2 separate regions of the Mus musculus genome follow, and region 2 is linked to region 1. A link is a contact called in public promoter capture Hi-C data. All regions are on one chromosome and are shown on one strand. Each heading gives the region's core, a stretch centred on a gene start, on an enhancer-like site or on the middle of the called end of the contact. The rest is flanking DNA. Distances are from core to core; before and after follow the strand shown.

The links. Promoter capture Hi-C pulls out the DNA fragments that hold promoters and counts their contacts.
Region 2: a contact with region 1 is called in a promoter capture Hi-C map of the HPC-7 cell line. The contact joins the promoter of Xpr1 here to the enhancer-like site in region 1. A contact is called at or near these places in 9 of 39 promoter capture datasets (the 3T3-L1 cell line, the C10 cell line, the HPC-7 cell line and 4 more), 6 of 484 Hi-C or Micro-C datasets (the G1E-ER4 cell line, astrocytes, beige adipocytes and 3 more), 10 of 115 datasets of contacts at active chromatin or transcription factors (the 230-238 cell line, the HPC-7 cell line, the SCID.adh cell line and 7 more) and 3 of 9 other capture datasets (adipose tissue, liver and pancreatic islet).

Annotation. Positions count from the first base shown.
Region 1 is chr1:155,320,216-155,325,418 of GRCm38.p6, forward strand. Xpr1 (xenotropic and polytropic retrovirus receptor 1) reads right to left here. Exons shown (of 15, transcript NM_011273.2): 7 at 4,099-4,180. Among named protein-coding and RNA genes, the nearest start is that of BC034090, 78 kb to the left of the region's middle. Within about 2 kb of position 2,141, at least 28 of the 459 cell types and tissues checked have an H3K27ac peak or open chromatin away from gene starts, as enhancers often do. A contact at or near this core is called in the G1E-ER4 cell line, the HPC-7 cell line, the SCID.adh cell line and 1 more, where this site is marked.
Region 2 is chr1:155,414,980-155,420,182 of GRCm38.p6, forward strand. Xpr1 (xenotropic and polytropic retrovirus receptor 1) reads right to left here and starts at 2,465. Exons shown (of 15, transcript NM_011273.2): 1 at 2,187-2,465. The coding sequence starts at 2,255.

The DNA of each region.
Region 1 (5,203 bases), core at 891-3,390:
CAAAGAAAAGAGCCGTGCTTGTACATGCATTACTACTGCTGTGTGTCCCTCTGCCTCTCCACACTGCTATCTCCTCAGTACCCGAGGGGAGATAAATAAAGATAGACAGCTGGCTTTTTTATCTGTTTACCCTCCCCCTCACCAATACGCACGGAAATCAAACAAATAAAGGGCTGTGAGGCTAGAACTGAATGCTCAATGCTAGGTGTATAAATTGCATGCATTGAGAAGTCAAACCGTCACAATATTATAGTCTATGCTTACTAAGAACTCAGCTAAAGAATAAAACACAAACAAAACCCCTTTCCATTTAATTCACATGAAAAGAAAGCCATCTGCTTCTTCCCTTGTCTTACTTAAGCTCTTAAGGATTGATTTCTCCTGGTTTTTCAGTACTGGGGACTGAACTCAGGAGTCCATTTATGACAGGCAAGCATTCAGTTACTGAGCTACACAACTCACTCCCCCGCACCCCACACTTCTTTTATTTTTTATTTTTTGTCTGAAGACTCATGGGTACCAAGGGCAGTCATGAGACACATAAAAGTGACTTGTGGGTTGACTGGGAGATGGCACAGTGAGCAAAGAGTTTATGGTGCAAGTGAGAGGCTCTGAGTTTGAGTGCAAGGGAGCCACATAATTTTATAACAACAGATCTATAATCCCTATGCTCCAGCAACAAGATGGCAGGCGGAGATAGGAGAATCTTGGAAGCTTGTAGGCCAGCTTGTCTGGCACAGCAGAGGTAAACAATAAAGAAATCCTGCTTCAAAACAAGATGGAGTGATGCCTGATGTGGTCCTTATCCTTTACCTGTGCAGTGGCATGTGACTGTACTTACATTTACATTTATGCAAAATACATGCATGCGCGCGCGCACACACACACCCCCACCCCCACACACCAGATTTTAAAGCTACTTAGGGAGCTGGAGAGACGGCTCAGCAATTAAGAGCACTGACTGCTCTTCCAGAGGTCCTGAGTTCAATTCCCAGCAACCACATGATGGCTCACAACCATCTGTAATGGTATCTGACGCCCTCTTCTAGTGTGTCTGAAGACAGCTACAGTGTACTCATATACATAATAAATAATTCTCTTAAAAAAAAACTACTTAAGGATGAACAAATAAAAATAAATTCTCAAGAATCCTGTAAGTTTAAGGTACTGAGTTCATTGAGTAGATGAGGAAACTGTTTTAGAAAAGAACAGCTGTCCATGCAACCAACTAACAGCCAATGATGGAGCTGTAACTGAGCCTCAAGCAGGATTTATGTTCTTCCCATGGCAGCTAGCTTGACAATCTAGGTGAATGTTGGAACTGTAGAATTTTAATATATTTTATACAAATAAACTATAATTACCCTATATACACAGAAACAGGTTACAAAATTATCATAAATCACAAATATTAATTTGTATGCTATGGATGCATAATACTTTTTTGCAACTGGTAGGAAGGAGAACTCTCAAAGTTTTGGTTGTGAGTAATGGCTGAGCCGTCGCTCTATCCAGAGAACTAATAATACAATGAAAGCATACTGTCAATAGGAGAGTTCGTGTAAAAGCCCTTGCAACTAGGGTTATAACTTTATAATGTAAAACAGGCAATGCTGAGGAGAATGCTTGCAAGAAATAATAAAATTCTGTACATCATTTAATCTCAACTGGTTTTCTCTTCTATCCATTCAGACTTCCTCAATACTTGTTAAACTCCTATTATGCTCCATGTAGTGTTCCAGTACAGAGACAAAAGCCCAGGCATCGAGGTGTTTGGGATCAAGTCCAAATATTGCTCATACACTAGTGGGGATTAGAGACATGAGTACGGGATGCACTGTCATATCACAAGCATCTCAAGAAAGCTAATGTAAGCTGAAGGGATAGAAAATACAGAAGAGACTATTTTGGTATAGGGTCTCACTGAAAAGACAGCATTGAATAGAGATCTAAATGAAGGGAAGGAATAAGACAAATAGACACCCTGGGAAAGAGCTCCTTAGGCAACAAATGTGTTCAAAGAAAAGTAAATACATCTGAGTGAACTCAGGGGAGAAAGACAGGATAGGAAGTAACAAACATCTCAAGTGCAATATCCTTGAAGGCCTTGTTTACTCTGGTGGGGGAGGGGCTGAGGAAAGGAGAACCAGGGAAAGAAAACCACCGCCCACAGACTTGTGGTTAGAAGAGGGCTACAGTGAATGCATACTGTTATACAGTAAACAAGAAATGACTCTTCAGACAAAGACAGTACTGATGGATGGAGTGATAAGTGATAAAATTCAAACAGTATGAAGACACAGCAATAAGATTTCTTGATATGAAATATCAAATATGAAACATGAAAGATGTTTGGAGTCTAAGTGTTAGCCAAAGGTCATGTGTGCTGTTCCCCAGCTTGTAGTTTGCTGGGAGGGAGAGACAGGTCAGGCTCAGTGAGCAACTTGGCTCTCTAATACTGTGATCACCATGAAGTTCTGCCTTGCCACAGGCCTGAAGTATCAGGGCCAAGTGATCAAGGACTAAAATCTTTACAACCATGAGCCAAAATAAGTCTTTCTTTTTTTTTTTTTTGCTTTGATGATTTCAGCTAACACGGTGGTAAATAGGGACTTTTGAGCTTTATCTGGGGACTTAAAAAACAAAATCAAGGGTCATTTTGTCTATTTAATGGGAAATGCCTATTAGATAGCCAAACAGTCAATTAGATCTTTTTCAGAGGAGAGTGAATATATACTTGCGAGTCATTAGCATATAGATAGTATTTGTAGCCATAAGCTTGAATAATTTGCCTAGATAGAAAATTAACATAGAAAGCAGAAACATGAGAACTGAATATACTGGAACTATCCAACATTTCTTCCTTTTTTTTTGGTTTTGGTTTTTCGAGACAGGGTTTCTCTGTATAGCCCTGGCTGTCCTGGAACTCTGTAGACCAGGCTGGCCTCGAACTCAGAAATCCGCCTGCCTCTGCCTTCCAGGTGCTGGGATTAAAGGCGTGCGCCACCATGCCCGGTCCATCTATCCAACATTTCAATGCCACAAAGAACTCTATGACTTGGGAAAGAAACTAGAAAAGAAATCCTAAAGAAATTTAATAGGAAAAACAGGTGGGACATTTGAAGGTTTTCCAGTTGTGGCAAGGTGAAATGCTACTGAAGGGCTGCTCAAATTCTTAGGCAGGCTTTGTAAGACTACCTGTTGCTTGGCACTATATTATTTCTTAAAGCTGAGACTATTGTTGCTCTTATAGAAATTCCTTTTTAATTTCTTTGGGTGTGGGTTTGTTTTATTTTTTGAGATAGGACCTCATTTATCCCAGGCTAGCCTCAAACACACTCATATACTATGTAGCTGAGGAAATTCTTGAACTCCTGATCTTTGTACCTCTCCTTCCTAAATGCTGGGATTACAGGTTTGTGCTACTACACCTGGTTTTATGCAGTACTGGAGACTGAACACAGGACTTCACACATGCTAGGCAAGCATTATCACCTAAGCTCCAACCCCAATCCTACATTTAGATTTCACTGACTTGAAAACTACATAGCTAAGCCTCTAAAGACTGCATGCAGAGCAGGTATAAGCAGATTCTGGGGAAATGTGAGGAGTCTCTATAATAAGCAGAATAAATAAGGGTTAGTGAATGAACTTTGTAATATATTTATCTTCATCTATAACAAAGAAAACAAGTTCTTATATTAATTACACTTTTTACTTAGTGTGTGCATGTGCGCATATACCATGTCATACACAAAGATGTCAGGCGACAATTTCTGGGAGTCAGATTTCTTCTTCTAACATGAAGGGGTCAAAAAATCAGTAGACTGGGTAGCAAGCATCGTTAGACATCTTCCTGGCCCAGGGTTAAGTTCTTAATAACTGAACTCTAAAACTCCTGAAATTAAAGACTAGAAAATGATAGTAAATAGACATCAATGTTCTACAAAATTATATCCCAAAGGAAAAATAAACAAATGTCTAAAACCACCCCACAAACTTCTTACAGTGATTTTGGTAGATATGCTGAGTCTTTACAGAAGGACAGAATATGACATAAACATTATAGGAACAAATGAGTTAAAAGGAAAGAATTACCTGCAAACACAAGGGTAATATTCAGCACAATGAATATTCCACAAAATAGGCCAACTCTAAAAGTAGTCCATGCTGGTGCAGGCTGTGGACAGAAAACAGAACTCTGAGTAAAAGACGACAGCAAGCACATGGAATGTGTGCCACAGTAGAGTAACTTAGTGGCATAAACCTCACAGCTGTACAAGGACAATATATCTTATTATCCTAACCTTTGTAACTCTGAAACAGAGGATAATTCCCACACCACCATCCTACTAGCATAGGGACACTATTGAGTTCTTTTACAGAAATCTGAATCATGGGGTTGGGGGGATGTTCATTCAGTTAAATACTTGCTGTGTTGGCATGAGGACATGAGTTGGATGCCCAATACCCACATAAAAAGCCAGGCAGATCCCACATAAAAGGCTGGGCACAGTGCATGTTTGTAATCCCAGTGCCAGGTAGGTAAAGGCAGACAGATTCCTGGACCTCTCTGGACAGTGAACCCAGACAAATTAGTGAGCTCTTGGTTCACTGACTCTGTTGCCAAAAAACAAGGTGGAAAATGACTACAGAACACACCCAATGTCCACCTCTGGTCAATATGCACCCTCACACACATATCAAAACTCTAATTACTTGTCACAAGAACTATCTGTATTGTCAGTTTCAGAATGAAAGTATCTAGAAGGAAGACAGTAACTTTTCTTAAAAGCTACTTTAGTTTCAAAAATTGCACACTACATTCTATATACAAAAGGATGTCTATCATCCATTTAGAATGTTAGGACCAGCCGGTACAGTGAACCCATATAGTGACTGCCCTGTCTTTAGACACCACCCTCCCTGATGTCCCTCGATTTCTCACCGTGTACTTTGCCTCCCCACCGGATAACCACTTCATGTTTTCTCCCTAAACACATTCTTAAACACTTTCATTTTAAAAATTAATTTTCTCATTTTAAGGTTTTATACTCATATCAATGATATAATAAGCTATATACACTTAAAGTACAATTTCTATGTTTGTTCTTCTGGTGCTTTTATAGTTTTTCCTCTATCTTTCAGTCAGTTTGGCTATGATGTGTCTACGGTTTTGTTCAAATACTGTTATACTGAACAC
Region 2 (5,203 bases), core at 1,215-3,714, 95 kb after region 1:
TCTTTGAAATAATACACAACACAAAGACTGCAATCCCATGCAAATGTCTTTAATGCTTCCAACTTACAAAGAAAAAAGGCCCCTTATTTTTCATCTTGCCTATGGAACGATGAAATTACTGAGGTAGGAGCTACATAGTAGGGGAATCTCTGTAGAATCAAATTTCAATTATCTACAATAAATGAATTTTTCAAAAAGTCATTTATAATTGGTCTGAGAAAGATAATGCAGTCACTCAGAAGCACAGGAATTCTGTCCCACTGTGACCAATCTAGAGTAACCATTTAGAAATAATAGTAACCAAATAGACTGTGTACATTGAGGAGTCTCGAGTCACCGTGGATACTCCAGCCACAAAGCTGACATTACAAATCAAGGGTTAATCGAATTTTTAAACTATATCAGGCTTCCCCTTCTAGTCCAAGATAGTCCACATTAATTCTATAAAATAGTCAAAGTTAAAATACTTAGATATATATCACAGGGATATATCCAAGTCCGGTTCCTCTGACCAAAAGCAAGCACCCCATACTGTACAGTAATAAGCTCTCCAGCATGCTACAGCACTAACCTCTGGGAAGAGCTGGCAGCGGTGCTCAAAGTGGTAGGAGGAAGATGAAAACCCAGTGCCCTTCTTTCAGTGGAACCCACCATCTGGATTCTAGCCAAGGCTTTAAAACTGACTGAATGTTATTACAAACAATAAATCAACAACTCCACAGCCTGAACTGTTAGGACCTTTTCTTCCAGAATGCGGCAGAGGAAGGTTACAAGGAAACTGACAAGAGAGTATTAGTAATGAGCCATTCGTTTCTGCCATTAAATACAATATATTACAAACAAACTTATTTTACAATCTTCAAGATTCTATTTAACCTAACTATCCCTTTCCCTGGTCTTCAATTATTACACAGGCTATATGAATAAATGACTGACTGCTGTTGCCTAAACATCCTATCACTAAATTCATATAAAAGTTAAAAAGGAAATCCAAAATATTTTAATCCATAAAACCTAGCTAGTATGTGTGTGCATGTTCCTATTGATTTTATACTCTTTGTTCCTGCTCATACCATAGATGTGAATTCCTGGAGGTTACAGACCCGCTGTCTTTTCTCTCTCCAGGAGCTGAACTACTAGCTTCTGAGAATAACCTATTGCAAGCTTCAAATAAATAAATAAATAAATAAATAAATAAATAAATAAATAAATAAATAAATAAATAAATGCCTTTCAGGTATCCTACCTTTTAAGTATATGAGTGGTTTGCACTGTCTTTACTTTTCCCAATATTGATGCAAGGTTCCTTAAAACATGTATTTAAAAACCCTCCAAAAGCCTTGCAAGAGGAAGAAACTGAAAGGAGGAACATGTCTCGTGCAATACACAAGTAAGGTACTGTATTCACAATACAGTGATTTTTCTCCCTACCAAAAACTTAGCAGAAAACCTGAAATTTTAAATAATTCTCTTCCCTCCTTTCTCTTCCCTCCATTCCAAAACCAGAGAAGAGTGAAAAGCCAAAGATGTGATTATTCTGTATAGTTCGTGCAGTCAGTACAAAGACAGAGACAACCGTCTCCTTATCAAAACAGAACTATTGGCTCAATGCTTTTGAAAACTATAACCACTGCATTAGGCGATACACATTTCACCAAGTTTCAATCCTGTTACAAAGCCTTTGTCAACAGTGAGCAAGTGGAGGTAAGCCGACGGGGCTGGGTGGACTGAAGGCAATCGCTGGAGGGGTTTATCTTGCAAGAGCTCGATTCTCTGGCGAGAGGTGAGCAGCGAGAAGCACCTAACCTTGGCAGAGGGGGTGATCTCTGGCGGTGGGGACCGGAGGTCAGGGTGAGTGGGGAGGGGGTGGCGCCGAACCGCCGCGACCCCGGGCCGCCGTCGCACCTGCGGCTTGGCCTCCCACCACCATTCCCCAGCCCCAGCCCGGCAGTGCCCTTCCTCTCGCCGCCGCCTGCATATCCGTTACCCCGGCGGCAGAGGGCTGCGGGGGAGGGGAAGGACGGCCTGGCCGCCGGGGGCCAGCAGCGCCGGGGATGCCGCAGTGGCTCCCCGCGGCGGTGGGTCAAAGTCCGCCCGGGCCGGGGAGCTCAAGGCAGCGGCGGAGGTCGCAGCTAGGGAGATGACAGCCCCTCCGAGCCCGCCCCAACCACAGCAGCCCCAGGTACCTCATACTGGATGTACTGCTTCCTCCACTCGGGAGTGATGTGCGCGGAGAGGTGCTCGGCGAACTTCATCCTGCCGCGTCCCCCTCACTCCCACCCGGCTCTGGCAGCTACAGGCGGCGGCGGCGGCAACAGCGACTCCGACTCCTCCCCACATGGGCCCCGGCGCTGCGCGAAGCTGCGCTTCTCTCCTCCTCCGCCGCCGCCGAGGTCTCCTCAGAGCCGCCCTCCCGCCATCTTCCTCCTCCTCTCCATAGCCCCGCCCCGCCCCGCCCTCTAGACGTCATCGCCATGGTAACCGCCTACGCCGCTCCGACGGAGGGGGCGGGGTGGGGCGTGGCCTCAGGGGCTTTCCTTCTTGCTCCGCCCCTTTGGGCCGGACGTGGGAAGGCACCTCCCCTGACCTCTTCCGCCTGCCTCCAGTCTGCCTACAGCTGCTTTCTACACTCTGCCTGGGAAAAACAACAATGTTGCTACTGCAATTAATATTGGTACTGGAGCAACAATAATCCACACAAGACGCTGATATTTGCAGAGAACTGTGCAAATATTATTTCCATTTTAATATTGATTCTTCATAAAACCCTTAAAGATAAATCAGCAGTGGTCCAAATTGAGTAGTTGAAACAGTTAAGAGCCAATTGTATTTAAGGGAACTGTATTTGCATGCTGTAGATGCTCAATAAATGCTTGCTTTCAATTTAAAATGTCAGTGCCAGAAAGTTTGTGCTGCTTCTGTATCTCAATGTAATTGTCTAATTAGTCCTAGTGCTACCAGAAAGGCCAAAACATCTAGATACAAACCAGGATTGACACTTTGTGATACAGCTGACTGGGAGTGGGGGGCAAACTTGAGAGGGAAAACAATGCTGAGAAGAAAGAGAATCCTCTCCTCACCCAGTCCCTGTGTGACAGTCCTGTATCCAGGCTGACCTCTGGAAAGATACCACAGAGGCAGCAAAGTACCATATTCCATGTGAGAGTGACTGCCCTGAAGGACTTATCTGAGGGAAAAGCCCAGGTCTCACCTTGGATGGTGGAGCCCTGGATAACATAGTAGCTGACTCTCTTTTTAAGTGTGTCTATTCTTGTCCCTGTACCAAGCACTGTTCTAAACTCCTTACATGTAACTTTATCCTCTTTAACTCTTACAACTTTGATGAGACTCAAAGGTTTGCTAAGGAAGTATTGTACCTGTGACAATATAGATCCCTGTTGACTTCCCAACACACACACACACACACACACACACACACATACTTCAAAACGCCATATGTTTTTCCTCCTTCCCTTCCTCTAAATTCCCCTTTCTAATAAGGTTTTATGAATGTTTCTTCAAGAGAAAGAGAGGGTATGAGGCTTGCTCAGAAAAAGCACATCTTTCTGGCAAATGTTTGAACAGAAGCCTCAGCCTCTGGTGAAAGAATCGTCAGGGGGCTGGAGAGATGGCTCCGAAGAGCGACCTAAGTTTCATTCCCAGAATCCATGTCAAGCAGCAAGCAGCTCATAACCACCTCTAACTCCAACTCTGGGGATGTTTGTGGCACCCAAGGACACCTACCTGCACTCACATACAAGTACCCACACACAGACTCACACATATATTCTTAGTTAAAAATCATAAGTGGGGCCTGGAAAGATGTCTCAGTGGTTAAGAGCACTGACTGCTCTTCCGAAGGTCCTGAGTTCAAATCCCGGCATCCACATGGTGGCTCACAACCATCTGTAATGAGATCTGACACCCTCTTCTGGTGTATCTGAAGACAGCTGTAGTGTACTTACATATAACAATAAATAAAATCTTTGGGCTGGAGTGAGAGGGGCCTCAGAGCTAGCAGAGGTCCTGAGTTCAATTCCCAGCAACCACACAATGGCTCACAACCATCTGTACAGCTACAGTGTACTCATATACATAAGATAAATAAATAAATCTTTTTAAAAAATAAGAAGTGTGCATCTCTTTTAAAAAGATAGAAAGGATAAGCAAAGCCAAAGAGAAGAAAAGAAGGTGAAGGTCTCCTTCACACTGGTAATCCTCTGCCCATCAAAAAAATGTCCCCTCTTCTAAAACAGTACAGTGCCAGGAGAGAAACACAGGCGAAAGGGAACATTAGACATTGGGAACACTGTTGCCACAGCACAGCCCTCCCATGCCTTAATTGTATGTAAGATTCAGGAACTGTGGTCCGATTGAAGGAAAGATGAAATCCTTAGTACTAGTTCTAAAACCAATAATTCCTAGTTTTTCTCCAGCCTGACTCAAAGCCCAGCTGCCTAGCCAGACACAAAATCTTTATTTATCCACACGTGTGGATAAGGAAAAAAAAATGGGACAGGGTCTTATTATGTAGTCCTGGCTGGCCTAGAATTCTCTATTGTAGACCAGGCTGGCCTCTAGCTCAACAGACATCCTCCCATACCTCTGCCTCCTGTGTGCTAGAATTAAGAACACACACCATCGTGTCCAGCAGAAATTTCTTTATTCTTAACATTATTACAAATATTTCAACAAACACTTCAATGGCATTTGCTGAACACCTACTCTCAGTAGAGAATAAAGCCAAGTGATTTAAGAATTATCTTAATAGTTTTGCTCTAAACTAAACAGGCCCCTTGCTTAAGACTTCCCCTGTGAAGCCAGGTGTGGTGGCACACGCCTTTAATCCCAGTACTAGGGAGGCAGAGGCAGGCGGATTTCTGAGTTTTAAGCCAGCCTGGTCTACAAAGTGAGTTCCAGGACAGCCAGGGCTATACAGAGAAACCCTGTCTCGAAAAACCAATTAAAAAAAAAAAAAAAAAAAAAAAAAGACTTCCCCTGTGAATATAATCTTTACTTACCCTAACTCTGCTGGGTGAACATTATAATATTCCAGTCATGACTTTCAGGAATGAAGGACAGTTCAAAATGACATAAAACTGTCTTGTCTTTGAAGGAAATCACAGTCTAGTCAAAGTCACGAACAGACTGATGGCCTACGATGTGATCTCCGCTGTAAGGAAACAAGCATCTCTGGCTGAGG